2 separate regions of the Mus musculus genome follow, and region 1 is linked to region 2. A link is a contact called in public HiChIP or PLAC-seq data. All regions are on one chromosome and are shown on one strand. Each heading gives the region's core, a stretch centred on a gene start, on an enhancer-like site or on the middle of the called end of the contact. The rest is flanking DNA. Distances are from core to core; before and after follow the strand shown.

Region 1 (4,317 bases), core at 1,300-3,799, 320 kb before region 2:
ACTGGGAGAGAGCTACAGGTGACAGCTCCTTAAATGCCCTTGATCTGAACAAGTGCAATCTTTTGTCACCTCAAAGATGTCACTGGAGGGCCCCTAGGGGACTCCAAGAATGAACCCACATACCTCCCTTAAATGCTGCAGCTGAGTGTTAGGCTATCACAGGCTATGGACTTGGGTGTCACCTGGCTATGGACTGGCTATCACCTAGCTGTGGATGTGGCTATAACAGACATGCCTGTGGACCTGGCTGTCACCTGGCTGTGGACCTGGCTGCCACCTGGCTGTGGACAATGCTATTACAGGCTGTGGCCCTTGCTACCTGTTATCCCATGGTGGACAAGACTCAGAGCAATGAGCCATCCAGACACATTCCCAGAGTCCCCACTCTTTCTAAAGGAGGTAACAAGAGATGTGTTTGTGTGTCAGAGTATGGCAGTTTTCCTCCCAGGTTTGGGGACGCTCTTGCCTTGTGAGTCCTGAAAAGCAGGCTGACAGAGTCTGACTCTTCTCTCAGTTACCGTGTGTCATCACCCTCAACACGGCTGCCCAAGTCCCCGAAACCCTGTTTTCTCCTGCTGTCACACCTGCATGTTAACACGATCCATGTCGAGAGCCAATGATAGAAGCTGCAAAACAGACAGAGCTTGTGCAGGCCTTGAACTGAGTCCTGGGTCCTGCTCAGCCAGCCCTGCTCTGGGCCAGAGCTCCCTAAGGAATGCAACCCCTGACCTGAAGGAACTCATATCCTATGGGTATAAGAGTCCTTTAAAAAGGCCGGAGAGGTGGCTCAGAGGTTAAGGACACTCCTGCTCCTCTGCAGGTCCCATGTTCAATTCCCAGCACCCACATCATGGCTCACAATCGTCTATAACTCCAGTTCCAGGAGATCTGCTAACCTCTCCTGGCCTCTTTTGGCACTGTGCACACACCTGGTACCCAGACATATATGCAAGCAAAACACTCACACACGTGAAGGAAGTAAACCTTATGTTGTTGGTTGTAAGCCTATCCTCTAACAGCTGAGCCATCTCATCTTCAGCCCAGAAGTACGTACATCTTAATGAAAGAAAACTTGAAGAAGCCAGATCAGATAGCTCAGAGTGTGGGCTAGCCTCTTAAGGGATTGAGCACTTACTGAGCAGCCAATTACTCCACTCTCGCCCCAGACAGGGTCTCATGTAGCCCAGGCTAGCCTCAAACTCACTGTAGTTGAGGATGGCTGTAGTTCTGGGACTTCAGGGATTTGTACCAGGCCTTTTTGGATCATGGAAAAAAAAATTTTAGGGACCGAAGACACCAAGGCCCTGAGGCAGACAAGTGTTGATGATTTCCAGAACAGAGAGACACCCAGTAAAGAGGGAGAAAAAGGGGGGTGCAGGAGTGGGGGTGGGCACAGGATCAGACCACTGCCATCTAAAGTTTGTTTAGGTGACAGGCGTCAGAGACTTAAGAGCCATCCTTCCAACGTGTCATCAAAAACCTAGGCCCCACCCAGCTCTGTACCCTTCCATCCTTAGGATGTGGTACCTGCCCTTAAACTTACAATGTGGTTTTTGGAGCTCCAGCTATCAGGTCTGCATGCCAGACTGGAGGAGGAGGAAGAAGAGGAGGAGGAGGAGGAGGAAGAGGAGGAGGAGGAGGAGGAAGAGGAGGAGGAGGAGGAGGAAGAGGAGGAGGAGGAAGAGGAGGAGGAGGAGGAGGAGGAGGAGGAGGAAAAAGCTAACAGGGACAAGCAGTTAAATTGGATTTCTTCCCAAAGACCCCATTAAAATCTCCATAGCCAGTTGTTTGTTTTCTGTTGTGCTGTTGTATGCTGGACATATTGCTTACTCTGATGCTCCGTTAGTGACAAGGAATCTGGAATGCACGTTGTCTAGGCAACGCCAGGCTCTGGCCCACAGGGCCTAGCACACTGTGGTAAGAGGTCCAACATTCATTCTCTCTAACTGAGCGCCAGGGTGTCCTAAGCAGGGGAGTGACAGGGAGGGAGGCAAACAACTCCAGGCTGCCCCCACGGAACCACAGCAGCTTACAGCTGAGGGTACCTGAATTCATTTTCTGCTGTAAGACATTTATTCTCTCCCGGGCCTAGAGTCTGAAGCCACTCTCCTTCTGGAGGCCCTGGGAAGAGCCACTCCTGCCAGCCTCTTAGCTCCTGGCGACTCCTGGGCATCCCTGGCCCTCCTTGGCCTAAGGACATCAGTCCAGTCTCTGCCTCTGCGATCACATGACTTCCTGGGTCTCATTTCCTCTGTCTGGCTCTTGCCCTCCAGAGATAAAGATAGCATCTGGGCTGTGGTGGTGATGCCTTTATTCGAAGCAGGCAAGTGGATCTCTGAGTTTGAGGTTAGCCTGGTCTACTGAGTGAGTTTCAGGATAGCCAGGGTCACACAGAGAGACCATGTCGTCAACAACAACAACAACAGAGACAGCAGCCATTGAATCAAACTTCTCTAATCCAGGGTGACCTTGACTCTACTTACTTGAAGAGACTCTGTTTCTAGGAAGGTCACCTTTGTGGATGCTGGAGAATGGGATTGGACACACCTTTAGGGAGGCTGAGCTTAAAGCCACCGCAGCATGCCCAAGGAATGGAATGTCCTTCCCACTCCTCCCCTTCAGAGCCAGCCAGGCCTTCAGCCTGAGTTTTGATGAGGCAGGTTTATTTTCAAATTCGCAACCCATTCCTCACTGGTCTCTTAGTCATAAGAGGGCATATTGTGCCTCAAATGCAGTTTGTTGGAATTTCTTCTGTTGCTGGGCAACAAACCCTGCACCTTGCATGTGCTCTCACGCTGAGCTGGGTCCCAAGCTGGGCTTTCACTTGCTTTGTGTTTGCTTATTTATTTATTATTCCTTGTATTTTGAGGCAGAGGCTCAACAAGTTACCTGGGTTGTCCCAGACTCTATGTAGCTCTGGCTGGCCTTGAACTCGTGAGCCTCCTGTCTTAGCCTTCCAAGTCCCTGGGATTAGAAACACGTGCCACCTGACGCCCACACACTTGTTGAGCACTGATCAGGTGAGGGAGAACCTTGGTCCAAAGGTACAGAGGTGACTCCCTTGTTTCTGCATGTCAGGGGCTGACGTTGAAGCAGGAGCAGTCATCTAAGGCTGCATGGTTGCACATGCCTGAAATCCTAAGCACTTGAGAGGTAGAAGCAGGAGAATTGGGAGTTCAAGACCAGTCTTGGCTACGTAGCAAGTTCTAGGCCAACCTCAGCAAGTTCTAGGCCAACCTCAGCTACTCGATTGAGACCCTGTGTTAAAATCAACCTGTATAGTAGTGGCGCACGCCTTCAATCCCAGCCCTTGGGAGGCAGAGGCAGGATCTCTGTGAGTTTGAGGCCAGTCTGGTCTACAGAAGCTAGCCAGGGCTACACAGAGAAACCCTGTCTCAAAAGCAAACCAAAATGAAACCAACAAGTTGGGGTGAGGGGAGTGGGGGCTGATTTTCTTTTTTTTTTTCAAAATTTTAAGCTCTATTTTTTTAAAGATTTATTGTCTTTTTATTTATGTGTATGTGCACGTGGTGCCCACAGAGACCAGGTCCCTCAGAGCTGGCGTTTGCAGGTGACTGTGAACCCCGCAGTGTGGATGCTGGGAACTGAACCCTGGTCCTCTGACGGAGCAGTAAGCACTGTTAGTGTGGAGTGAACCGTCTCTCCAGCCAGAGCTGGCCTTTATTAAACTATTTTGTTTGAAATGGGAGTGTAGCCTGGCAAAAGCAGGTGGTTCCAGCAGAATCCCCCCATCCCATGTTTCTTTACTTACCCCCCCCACCCTTAGCCCACCCCAACCCTAGAGCTCCAAAATGTTCTCACAGGGAATTGCTTGTCACAGGGAGCCATGCTCTGCCTCTCTGCAGGCATACAGTGGCCAGGGCCCCACTTCCCAGCTTCCACTGGGCTCAGGCCAAGCACTGGCAGTTGGCTTGCTCAGCAGGAAGAACACGGTTTGCTCTGTTGTGTCTGCAGCCTGATTAATGATCCATGATGCCCGGGGCATCACCGTAGCCGAGGTAGCCTTGGGAGCCTTTGACCTCCCTGATGCTGCCTCCTGTGAGGTGCTTTTGGGACAGCTCCAGGCAGTGCTGAGACAGCCCAGCTCACTGGCTTTCCCTGGCCTGCTATAAGGGTTGGCCCCAGATGCTCCTCTGAGGGAGACTTTGGAAAGAAACCCAGCCTGCTGTGGTATCTGCATCAGCCACACAGGGAGATGTGAAATTATCCCCTGAGGAACTCCTCACTTCTCTCCTCCATCTGGTGACCACAGAGAACAGGCACTACTGTTTTCTGTTCTGCTCTTGCCTCTGTGCC
Region 2 (4,270 bases), core at 509-3,008:
TTGTGAGCCACCATGTGGCTGCTGGGAATTGAACTCAGGACCCTTGGAAGAGCAGTAGGTGCTCTTAACAGCTGAGCCACCTCTCCAGCACCTGCTTGTTTTATTTTTTGAGACAGGGTTTCAGCACCACTCAGCTTGGAATGATTAGAAATTTGTACATGGGCCTTTTTTTTTCTTTTGTGTGTTTGTTTGGTTTGGTTTTCAAAACAGGGTTTCTCTGTGTAGTCCTAGCTATTCTAGACCTCACTCTGTAGCATCTGCCTCTGCCTCCTGAGTGCTGGGATTAATATCATGCACCATCACAGCATGTATGTGCGTGCGTGTGTGCGTGTGTGTGTGTGTGTGTGTGTGTGTGTGTGTGTGTGTGTGCATGTGTGTGCACACGTGTGTGTCTAAAACAAGGTAGCCCTGGCTGTTCTTGAACTCCTGTTGACCTGACTGACTCAACCTCCCAAGTACTGAGATCACAGACATGAGCTTGCACTATTTGATATTAAAGGGTGACTGTGGACTAGAGAGATTGCTCACTGACTGCTCTTCCAGAGGTCCTGAGTTCAATTCCCAGCAACCTCATGGTAGCTCACAACCATCTATAATGGGATCTGATGCCCTCTTTTGGTGTGTCTGAAGACAGCTACAATGTACTCATATAAATAAGATAACGTTTTATTTAAAAAAAAAGGATGTCTGCAAATTCTTTTAAGCTTTATAATATTTGTGTGTGTGTGCACTGATGGAGATCGAACCCTGAGCCTTGTACACACTGCGAGAGTACTCTGCCAACTGAGCTATACATCCAAAGTCTCACCAAGTTGCCCAGACTAGTCTTGAACACAACACCCTCCTGCCTCTGCCTCCCACATTCAAGGAGTACAGTTGTGGGCCAGCATGCCCAGACCTTATGGTAACAAGTGTGGATTAGGCTGCCTGGGTTTGAACCTTGGCTCTGCCGCATGCCAGCAAGACAAGGCGAATAAATACAGGTAAAATAACAAAACAAATGAACACACACACACATACATGGACATGTACACATGTACACACACATACTTTTGCACGACACACACACATACACACACACACACACACACACACATGGATGCTCACAAATAAGTAAGTATAAAGTCCAACATAGGCCTCGTGATGTGTGGGGCAGCAAGGAAGCGCTCTCTAGATCACACAGGGCTCAGGGGCACTAAATCCCCGGCACTAAAAAGATAAATAAACCTAACAGAAACGCCCCCATTTAATCATCTGGCAACTCCACTGTCAACTAGATGTGTAAGAGAAAGCAATGCTGTGCAGTCAGATGGGTTGTTCTTCCGTAGCTGAGGTTGGGATGGAATTCCCTACACAAAGCCGCTGGCTGGCGTCAGGTTGGTGGTCCTGGCTGTGTCTCCTGAGTGCTGAGATTATAGTCCTGAGCCACCACACCCAGCCTTTGTCTTTTGAGATAGGATTTCTGATAGCTCAGGGTGGCTTCAAACTCTTTGTGTAGTCAGGATGATAACCCTGACTACACAATGCATTCACTTCCAAAGGCTGGAATTAGAGAAAAGCACCACCACTCCCAGCCCGGTAATGACTTGTGTAGGTGGGGATAACCCCTCCCTCGCTATCTTTGTCCATCGGGGATAACCCCTCCCTCGCTATATTTGTCCGTCCATCCGTCCGCCCGGGGTGTGTGTATATTAGAGCATATGTATGCAGATGTGTGTGCAGCCTTGTGAAGGCAGGAGGTCACTGGTACCTTCCTCTGCAGATACCCACCATATTTGCATACTTTTTGAACCAGAATCTTTCATTGACCCTGGAGTTCACTGAATGGCACCAGCTGGTTGAATAACACCAGGGATCCTCTGGTCTCTGCTTCGCAGCACTAGGGTTATAGGCTCTTGCTACCTCCCTCACCGTTTTACATGGGTGTTGGGAATCCAAACTCAGGTCTCCCGGTTCCACAGGAAGTACTTTACACACGGAACCACCTCTCCCTAGACCCTTAAAATATTTTTAAATCCTAGACCAGGAGTTCAAAGTTCAAGGCCAGTCTCCTTCATAGTGATTCTGAAGTTATAGAGACCCTGCTTCAACAAAACAGTGTGTGTGTGTGTGTGTCTGTCTGTCTGTCTGTCTGCCTTGCAGTGCTAGGAATGAAACCCAGGCCGTTGGACATGCTAAATAAAATGTTCTACCACTGAGGTACACAGACAGAAACTTAAATTCGAGTGTTCATGATCGTATTATTTATAACCAAGAAGTAAAAAACAACCCAAATGTGACTGGGTAAGCCAAGCAGGGTCTACCCATTCATACACTGAGATGTCACCCAGTAGCAAAAAGGAATAAACTACCAGTCCATGAGTGATCACTTGTGTACGGAAAAGCCTCAAAACCATTATACTTTTATGAAAGAAGCCAGGACAAAAGACCACACAGTTCCATTCCTAAGATGTGTCCAGAGATGGGAGCTCTATTCAGCCATTAAGTAGACTGGTCCCCTGGGCTTGGGGATGGGAGTTACTGCAAATGGGAATACGAATTCTCATAAGTGATATTTTACTTTTTTTTTTTTTTGAGACAGGGTTTCTCTGTATAGCCCTGGCTGTCCTGGAACTCACTTTGTAGACCAGGCTGGCCTCGAACTCAGAAATCCGCCTGCCTCTGCCTCCCAAGTGCTGGGATTAAAGGCATGCGCACCACCGCCCGGTAAGTGATATCTTACTAATAAAATTGGATTTTGGGGGTTGGAGAGATGGCTCAGTGGTTAAGAGCACTGACTGCTTTTCCAAAGGTCCTCAGTTCAAATCCCAGCAACCACATGGTGGCTCACAACCATCTGTAATGAGATCTGATGCCTTCCTCTGGAGTGTCTGAAGACAGCTACAGTGTACTTACATATAATAAATAAATATTTTTTAAAAATGGATTTTGATCCCAAGAGAAAATATCATGTAGCCCAGGTTGACTCTGAATTGACTATGTATGTAGCTGAGGATGGCCTGTACCTCCTGAGTCTCTGGCCTCCATCCCTGAGAGCTGAGGTTACAGGTGTGGCCCACCATGGCTGTTTTTATCCTCCTCCTCCTCCTCCTCCTCCCCATCATCAATGTTGCAGGAAGATGGAAGATAATTTGCACTAGTCATCTTTCTCCTTTTAACATGTGGGATCTAGGGACTGACCTGAGGCTCGGTGGTGTCTTTTTCTGATGAGCCATCGCTCTGGCTTGCTTTACATAGTACTGAGAATCAAACCCAGGGCCTCTTGCTAGGCAAGCAGTTCCTCAGCCTAGGATTAGATCACGAAGATGTGAGTTTACTTTTGTTTAATTAAGCCCTCATGATGGTACAGGGCTTGCTCCCTCCCTCCCTCCCTCCCTCCCTTTCTTCTTTCTTTCTTTCTTTCTTTCTTTCTTTCTTTTTTTCTTCCTTTCTTCCTTTCTTTGTATTTGAGGCAGAGTTTCTCTGTGTAGCCCTGGCTGTTCTGGAACTTACTCTGTAGACCAGGTTGTCCTCAAACTCAGATCTCTCTGTCTACCTCAGCCTCCAGAGTGCTGGGGGGAAATGTTTAAGTAGCCATTGGGTTCAGTATGGATTTATGTATCAGGAAAGCTCGTATCTAAGGTCTGGGGCGATGGCGGAATCAGCACTAGGACTGAGCATGACCTCCGGAGTCCATGTAAGTCACCTTGGATACCAACTCTACAGAACTGTCCCCTGCCTTCAACATATGCAGCATGGCACCTGTTCCCATGCATACAAAAACAATAGTAAGTAAGAATAAAGAGTAAATATTTTAAAAGCCCCAGTGTGGTGGCCTGGTTTCGTAATTCCTTGGATGGGGGTAGGGGGGTCGGGGGGTTCGGGGGTGAGGGTAGAGTCAGGTTGACTCCTGGGACCCACTGACTGACCAGCCATCCCCTCCTGATCCTCAAGCCTCAGGGCCCGAAGAAACACCCTATCTCAAAACCAAGGTGTAACATATAACTACATAAAAATAAGCAAAATTGGGGGCTGGTGAGATGGCTCAGCAGGTAAGAGCACCCGACTGCTCTTCCAAAGGTCCTGAGTTCAAATCCCAGCAACCACATGGTGGCTAACAACCATCCATAATGAGATCTGACTCCCTCTTCTGGAGTGTCTGAAGACAGCTACAGTGTACTTACATATAATAAATACATAAATTTAAAAAAAATAAGCAGAATTTTCACTGGGCAGTGGTGACACACGCCTTTGATCCCAGCACTTGGAAGGCAGAGGCAGGCAGATTTCT

Evidence for each region. HiChIP or PLAC-seq counts read pairs in DNA pulled down with a chosen protein or histone mark.
Region 1: a contact with region 2 is called in an H3K27ac HiChIP or PLAC-seq map of embryonic stem cells, with 5 read pairs. The contact joins two enhancer-like sites. A contact is called at or near these places in 1 of 115 datasets of contacts at active chromatin or transcription factors (embryonic stem cells) and 1 of 9 other capture datasets (pancreatic islet).

The regions. Positions count from the first base shown.
Region 1 is chr11:97,957,058-97,961,374 of GRCm38.p6, reverse strand. The region is part of intron 2 of Plxdc1 (plexin domain containing 1); the gene reads left to right. Among named protein-coding and RNA genes, the nearest start is that of Plxdc1, 27 kb to the left of the region's middle. Within about 2 kb of position 2,549, at least 62 of the 459 cell types and tissues checked have an H3K27ac peak or open chromatin away from gene starts, as enhancers often do. A contact at or near this core is called in embryonic stem cells, where this site is marked.
Region 2 is chr11:97,633,064-97,637,333 of GRCm38.p6, reverse strand. No RefSeq gene overlaps it. Among named protein-coding and RNA genes, the nearest start is that of Epop, 5.5 kb to the right of the region's middle. Within about 2 kb of position 1,758, at least 5 of the 459 cell types and tissues checked have an H3K27ac peak or open chromatin away from gene starts, as enhancers often do. A contact at or near this core is called in embryonic stem cells, where this site is marked.